Regions from separate parts of the Capsicum annuum genome. Here region 1 is linked to region 2. Evidence: chromatin contacts called from public Hi-C data. All regions are on one chromosome and are shown on one strand. Each heading gives the region's core, a stretch centred on a gene start, on an enhancer-like site or on the middle of the called end of the contact. The rest is flanking DNA. Distances are from core to core; before and after follow the strand shown.

What was found. A called contact is a pair of places that touch in the nucleus more often than the background predicts.
Region 1: a contact with region 2 is called in a Hi-C map of leaf, with 4 times the contacts expected there. The contact joins the promoter of LOC107853397 here to the promoter of LOC107853398 in region 2. A contact is called at or near these places in 2 of 5 Hi-C or Micro-C datasets (leaf and placenta).

What each region holds. Positions count from the first base shown.
Region 1 is chr4:217,226,422-217,230,475 of UCD10Xv1.1, forward strand. It overlaps LOC107853397 (oligopeptide transporter 2), which reads left to right and starts at 1,556. Exons shown (of 6, transcript XM_016698385.2): 1 at 1,556-2,210; 2 at 2,620-2,717; 3 at 2,906-3,472; 4 at 3,909-4,054. The coding sequence starts at 1,716.
Region 2 is chr4:217,070,845-217,074,915 of UCD10Xv1.1, forward strand. It overlaps LOC107853398 (vesicular-fusion protein SEC18), which reads right to left and starts at 2,298. Exons shown (of 10, transcript XM_016698386.2): 1 at 2,095-2,298; 2 at 1,254-1,345; 3 at 761-834. The coding sequence starts at 1,256.

The DNA.
Region 1 (4,054 bases), core at 306-2,805, 150 kb after region 2:
CAAGCAAAAACTTAATTTTCATATTAGATATTCCACGACATCACCACTCCCACTTCATCTCCATTTCATGAGAAAACGAAGCCATTGGAACAATTTAATCTTTCTTAGAAATTTTTTTTTTTAAATTAAAATTATTTTTTCTGAAAAATCAGCAATAATCGATTCAATAGAATCAAAATAAAATAAGAGAATCGTCCTTTATAATTTTGGGTATATAATTGCAGAATCTCCACTTATAAATCTTTATTCATTACTATTATTAAACTCACATAAAGCGATCAGATAAGAGAAAGAAAAAAATGAAGACAAAAACTATGAATATGGAAGAAATTTAGAGCTGCAACAAGATTAGAACTAGCAAAAAAATGGTGGTACGGATGATAAGGAAAAAGAAAAAAACAAATGGTGTATTTAAGTCAACAAATGGTAGAGAAGAAGAAGGGATTTTTAATTTTTTGATAAATAATGTAAACGTGGCAGGTTTTAATTGGTAACTTAAGTTAAATTTTAACTATTCATGCGCCTGATATGCGTGTCTACACGTAGAGGCAAAAGTTAAGTCAAAATGGTGTATTTATAATGGTTAGGTAAGATTCATGGGGTAATAAATCGAAAGTATAATTTAGGTAACTTTTTTAAAAAGTCAGACAAGTTCAGAGATACTTTATGTATTTTCTCTTAGTATTTACATAGGATACATGTGTCGTGTCTACAGACTGGTAGCATTAAAATGCTTTTAGCCTCTTCTTTGGTTAGGCAAAAAATATTATATCATAGAATTAAATGTTTTTAGCCTCTTCTTTGATTAGGAAAATATTAAATCATAAAATTAAATGTTTTTAGCCTCTTCTTGATAGAGTAATTTACTCACCGAATTTGTAGTTTTGTAGTATACAGGAGTAGAAGTAAGAACCCCTTAATACAGCTTGTTTGGTTGGTTGTTACCTATTAATTATTATTAGCGTTAATTATTATTTTAAATATTGTGTTTATTTTGACTATTATTTAAACTTTATTGTACCGATTAGGTGTGATCGCATTATTACCTTTTTTTTTCTTTTCATTTCGCTTTTGTTTATCTAATAATCTTATTTTATCCTTTATCCTATTATTTTATAATATCTTGTATCCTACTTTTGTTATAGGTTTATCCTTCAAATTGAAGATGTATGACATTACGTAACGACGGAAACAATACAATTCATCCGAACACTGTAGTTGTAAAAAAAAACCTTTACAATACATTGCAAAACAATATATAACAACCATCCAAACAATGTGTTACTCCCTCTGTCCCACTTTACTCGATACAATTGGAATTTCGAGATTCAAACTTCTAAACTGTGATCATGAATTACGACATAAAAGCTTTAAGTTTTTCGAAATAAATTTTTATATATTTAAAAACTACGATAAAAATAATCCTAAATCAAATAATCACAACTTGAAATATTTCTCAATCAAAGTAGAATATGATTTGCTCTCGAAATTCTAATGCCACATAAATTATGACGAAAAAGAAAAGGTAATAAAAAGACAAACAATTCAACTTACTGTAGGAGTCTTCATGCATGTAACCGGCTAACCGCTGCTCTATAAATAAAAGTCCTTGGACTCTTATCTCCCCTAGTTCTCTTCTCTTGCAAATTCAGTTGAGCTGAGAACTCAAAACCCTAGGAATTCAATCTCTCTTCTTTCGTTTTCGGCCTTCTTCAATGGCGGTTAACGTTCAAGAAAAGTGGGATTCGGAGAATGTCGTACCCTATGATGACGAAGAATCTCCAATAGAACAAGTTCGTTTAACAGTATCAAACGAAGACGATCCTTCTCTACCAGTATGGACATTCAGAATGTGGTTCTTAGGAATCGTGTCATGTGCACTTCTATCGTTTCTCAACACTTTTTTCAGTTATAGAGCTGAGCCGTTGGTGATCACAATGATTACTGTTCAAGTTGCAACGCTGCCGATTGGGCGTTTAATGGCTAGGGTGTTACCAACGAGGATGTTTAAGATTATGTCGTGGGAGTTTACGTTGAATCCAGGGCCGTTTAATATGAAAGAGCACGTATTGATTTCAATTTTTGCCAATGCTGGTTCTGCTTTTGGGAATGGACCTGCTTATGCTGTTGGAATTGTGGATATTATCAAAGCGTTTTATTTTAGGAATATCTCATTCTTGGCTGGTTGGATTCTTGTTGTTGCCACTCAGGTTCAAACTTCTTCTACTGAAATATTTCTTGCGATTTCGTGCTTATTAAGATTATAGAAGTTGAATCTATAAAGTTTAAATCTTGAATTCACATGCATATAATAGTCATTAGTCAAATCACTCGTACCAGGATATTGATCGTGATAGTTCAATGAGAATGTCAAAAAACCGAAGTATCTATCCTGAATGAGTTACATCATGAAGATTTTCTGAGCCCCAATATGTATTGCATATACGTCTAGCTTAATCAGACCTCTTATTTTCTGTTGAAAAGTAATTGAACAATGTCAAAACTTTTCAACTCTTCATGTCAATTAAAGGCTAAAGTGATGGAAGTATCTATTTAACTTTCATCATCTGTAGACATGTCTAGTTTACCAGTGCTAATAGTATAATGTTTGTGTATCAGGTTCTGGGATATGGCTGGGCAGGGATTATGAGGAAGTTAGTGGTAGACCCTGCAGAAATGTGGTGGCCAAGTAGTCTGGTTCAAGTTTCTCTTTTCAGGTAATTTCTCAAAAATTTCAACTTGATCCCTGAAATAGCATATTAGCTTATTATCTCGAGTTGCTCATGTTCTTCGTGGATAGGCAAATCCTTTTCTTGTACTTTTTTTTTGGATGAGTTTGAGAACATTGATGCATAAGGCCTTGTTACTGTATCTAACAAATGTAAATTTTTATAAATTTGGGCAGGGCTCTCCATGAGAAAGAAGGGGAAGGAAAAACCTCAAGAGGCAAATTTTTTTTAATTGTGCTAGCTTGCAGCTTCATATGGTACATTGTCCCTGGTTATCTCTTCCCAACATTGTCAAACTTAGCGTTGATCTGTTTGGTCTATCCCAAATCAGTGTTTGCCCAGCAACTTGGTTCAGGCATGAAGGGTCTTGGAATTTTATCCTTCACTTTTGATTGGGCAGTTATAGCATCATACCTTGGTAGCCCTCTGGTTTACCCCTTTTTTGTCATTGTCAATGTCATAATTGGGTATATTGGTGTAGTATATATACTAATTCCCGTTTCCTATTGGGGATTGAACCTCTACAATGCCAAGAATTTCCCTCTATTCTCCTCGGAGTTGTTTGATGCTCGGGGCCAGATATACAATGTTACATCCATAGTTAATGATAAATTTGAGATAGACAAGGTATCATATGCACAGCACGGACGCATACATCTCAGCACGTTCTTTGCTGTTACTTATGGCCTGAACTTCGCAGCTGTTACTGCTACTGTCTCACAAGTTGTTCTATTCAATGGAAAGTAAGTACTTCTTAACTATCATTTTCCCTCCCCCACCCATTTACTTTATTTTTTTACCAGTTATTCACCCGTGATGGATCTAGACTAGGCGCCTAGACAGGAAGCACTGCATCTAGCTTGGACTTATGTGTGTAAAGAAACCAAAAGGCTAGTACTCTTGTCGATGTTGTAGGAACACTCTAGCTGTTTTCGGATAGTTTTTTTTCTGCTGGTTAAGGCTTTCATAATGAGTTAACCAACTAGAATAGAACCTATACACGAACTGAAAAGAAACTCTCTCACAGAAAGAGAGAGAGAGAGAGAGAGACAGCAGCCAACCCCCACACACACTTTAGTAGGCCAGAGATTATTCAACTTAGACGTGGTTCCTATTGGTTTAACTCATGAATTAAACTTGTTCTGAGAAGAGAATTATACTGATAATATCACTGAACAGGGAAATATGGCAGCGACTCCGGACCTCATACAAGGGAAAGCCTGATATTCACACAAGACTTATGATGAAATATAAGGACATCCCTAACTGGTGGTTTGTCCTCACGCTTGCACTTTCATTGGTTTTGTCGCTTGTCCTATGTATCT
Region 2 (4,071 bases), core at 1,048-3,547:
GTAGTTAGATTCCACCCTATGTAGGGGATTTAGATCACTGAATAAGGGATTGATTTCTCGTCACTCAATTAAGAGATATTATCTCAGAAAGTCATCTTTCATCTTGATTTCAATTCCTTAACAAAGATAGTGACTTCCGAAATAACAATTGTTAAATGAGTGATTATATGTGAACTCCTCTAAGTAGGGCTTTCTTAAGAGTCCCCTCTTCCATAACATATGTGATGAACTAATAATTTCGTAAGGTCAACCGTTTAATTTCTACTTGCATTCAAAAACACGAAATCACAGAAGTAGGAGTAGTTAAAAAAACAATTTGTTCCTTCTCTGTGTCATCGAGAGCGCATTTGTAACTTATAATCTTCCAAACACTGGGTATTATGTTGTTATTGTTGTATCCATACATTAGTTCAAAGCAACTAAAACTACACCAAAATTGATCTTTAGCGGCAATTAATTAATGGCAATAGCTTAATAGCCGCTACATATGTTTTTTAGAGGCACTTACTAGTGACAATTACATTTTAGCTCTCTTTGTAAATACCCCTAAAGTCTATAGTGACATTGGATCCAATGGCAATTAACTAATGCGGGTAAAAATTTTGGCACTCTTAGTTAAAGTGAATATTAACTGCCTCTAAAGGCTGTTTTTGTTGTAGTGATAATTAAACTGTGGAGCAAATAGAGTTTGAATAAATATTCCTTTGTCTTCCCTATCGGTGTAAGGAGGGAGCTGGAAAGAGGAATCTCAAGAACTTACAACTTTAGAAGCCAATGTCTCTTCGTAACAGAACAGTGCTGATACTCATCCGTTTGATACTGAAGCGTAGCGATCTGCATTATGTTGATGTTCGAAATAGATAAGGTTAATTAATCATGTAAAACTCAAATGAAATTGGTAGTTGAAAGTATTACAGAATCATTGTTCACAACTACTCGATTGAGTATTAACTAATAAATCCCGATACTTCACCGGTCAAATATTCAAATTTCAAGAGAAAGAGCTTTGTCATATTTGCGATGCTTAAGTTAGCTCTTTTAAAATCGTGCCCTCCCCATCCAAACATATTCCAAAGAAATTGAATTTTAACATGTGTATACCAAAGAAGCTGCCACCCAAAAGTGTGTGAGTTCTAGCTGAAAAAAGGTGTCTCTGAATCTTAAGAAAGTGTATCAACCATCAATCTCTATGATCGAAGCAAAACTACACAAAAAGGTAATTGTATTCACAGCGAATGGACTGAAACACCTACCATCTTTGCTTCTAGTGTTGAGGATGAAGCAGGGAACGTCACAACAAGCTGAATGATTTGCGATTCAAGTAGCTAGGAAGAAGAATTTCAGCCTGCATTTTGTTTCCATTGAGAGGACGATTTGTTAACACTGCTATCTTTGCCCATGTATAGTTTAATTCAATAAATATGACCGATTCAGATCTTGTCCAAAACGTGTGTGTATATATGTGTATTGCAATTGAACGAGGGAGCTTAAAAAACTGTGATCATAGTTAAAGGACAACAAAGTGCGCCCTTTTTATAAAGAAAGCATATAGAATGCAGCGCAGAAGACCACTATCTGCACAATCCTATATTGGTCTACTCAAGGGTCCAAAATGCTACAGAACCGTTTAAACTATCCAACTAAGTTATACATCACATTTCGAACCTATTGGAACTGTCAAACTTGTAACCCCTAACATAACAGTGGCCACTAAATGCAGAATTGTTTACAGAAGTATTTCATAATACAACTAGTGATATTTCTATCAACCTAAGCTCCTTTTGTGAACATTCCACAATCCCTTAAAGTCATCATATTTCTTTTCTTTTTTAATTAAGCAAATACAAAGAAGACATCATATAATCCCTTAAGAATAGAGAAAGCAATTCCAACTAAATAAATTCACACTTGTCTATATATTGAACACAAACTACAGCTTCCACACCACATTAATAAAATCCCCTTTTTGAAAAGAATAACTCACTAGAATAATTTCATATATATAAAAAAGAATAGGTCGCCTATTGAGAAAAACACTAGCAAAATTAAAAATTAGCATGAATTTTTAGGGAAAAACAAGAATAAAACAAGCACCTGGACACCAAGTATAAAGGCTTTTCAGTTTGCTGCTACCAGAAAGTTGCTAATCAGTTTACAATAAAATAATGGAGATATCCGCAACTTCTTCTTCTTCCTTATTTTGCTGAAATAACTTCTGTTTTTGTCATTCTTTTCCTTGTTTCGGTCTAATAGTACAGTAATATATATATATTTTTATTTTTATTTTTATTTTTTTTATTTTTGGAATTCAGTAATCGAAAAATCAAAGTTTATCTTCTCCCTTTCCCCCCCTTTTATTTGAATAATTTTTTTTGTCCAAGTGAACTTTACATACTGTTGGAGACTAAATGCTTTGGGCCATTGAGCTATTGTTATTGTAATGGGCTTGGTCCGATAATTTTAGGAAAAATTACACAAATAATCAAACTTAAGCATCATTATCGATAATCTATATCTATATCTATATCTATAATCTATAATAATAATAATAATTATAATAATATAATATATATAATAATCTATATCTATAGTTTATATCTATAATCTATAATATATTAAATGTGTAAAACCCTTAGGGGTCGTTTGGTTTGAAAACAAGTTGTACCGGGATTAGTTATGCTGGGATAAGTTGTGATAGGATTAGTTATTTAGCTTTAATTTTTTTACGTGTGTCTTCCCATGATTATGCCGTGTGTGTTTAAAAAAAATCTTACTACATCTTATTTAGCTTGAAATAAAAAATTTCAACTTAAGTTTATTAAAGTAAAAAATGATTTGTTGTTTATGTCACTTCATTTAAATACATATCACTCATAAAATATAGAATATTAAAATTCATTTTAATTGATATATAAAATATCAATTTTTAAGTGATTAAAAAAATATTTAATTTAAAATATGTAATTCAACAATAGAGTCGACATTTTTATTATTTTTTAGAGAAATTAAAATGTATAAATAAACATAATAATTATTCAAATAAATTTAACTTATAATATATTCATAAATAAAATATTTCTTAAATGTGCATGAATCTCTAATATTTCTTGTTAAATTACTTATTTTGTTCTAAATTCCATAAAATATTAATAATCTCATTTTTTGTTAAAAAAATTCATCATAAAAAAATGTGAAAAAGAATTACTCTCATTTTTTATTATTTAGTATCATTAATATTTGGAGAGTGAAATTATATTTTTTTAAAAAATTAAATTTTCAAATATTTTTAGCTAAATATAAAAATATTTTTTTATTTAATAATTAAACATGTATTAAGTTAGAAAGAGAATGTCAACATACTTTAGTAACTTGTCCATAATTTTATAAAAATACCTTATATTTTATTTACATCCAAACCGCAAACCAAACGGCACCTTAGTGATTTGAACTTTTTGCTCTTCATTAAAAATCTGTGCAATAGACAAAACCGTCTTTTTACTATTTTCTTTAATTTGTCATTCAATTATTCATATAATATTTAAAATTAAAAAGTCCTAAAATACATTATAATCTATATCTATATATATACTACTTTCCATTAATACAATATCAATGCCAACTCTACAATTTTAGTCAAGTTGGTAAACATACTCAAAGGACCCCAAGCATATCGACTGCAAACCATCAACCGTAACGCCATAAAGTTCATATTAATTCAATGCAAGCTAGAAAACTTGAGTAGCCGTTTGGCCATGAAAATTAAAATTTTTCGGAGTTGGAGTTGAAGTTGGAGTTGAAATTGTAATTGGAGTTGTGTTTGGCCATGTATTTTTTTAATTTTTATTTTTTTTGACTTTTGTAAGAACTTTTTTAAATATGATTTTATGCCCCAACTTTTACAAACTATCAAAATCACCCAACTAAAATTTACCTACTAACATACAAGTGATTCTTATATATAGAGACACTTCCAATTGAAATATTACAATTGAATAATACAATTGGAAATTTAATCCTTTATCAATCTCATTAAGCAAACCAAAACAGAAGGATAAGTTGTTTAGGGTATCA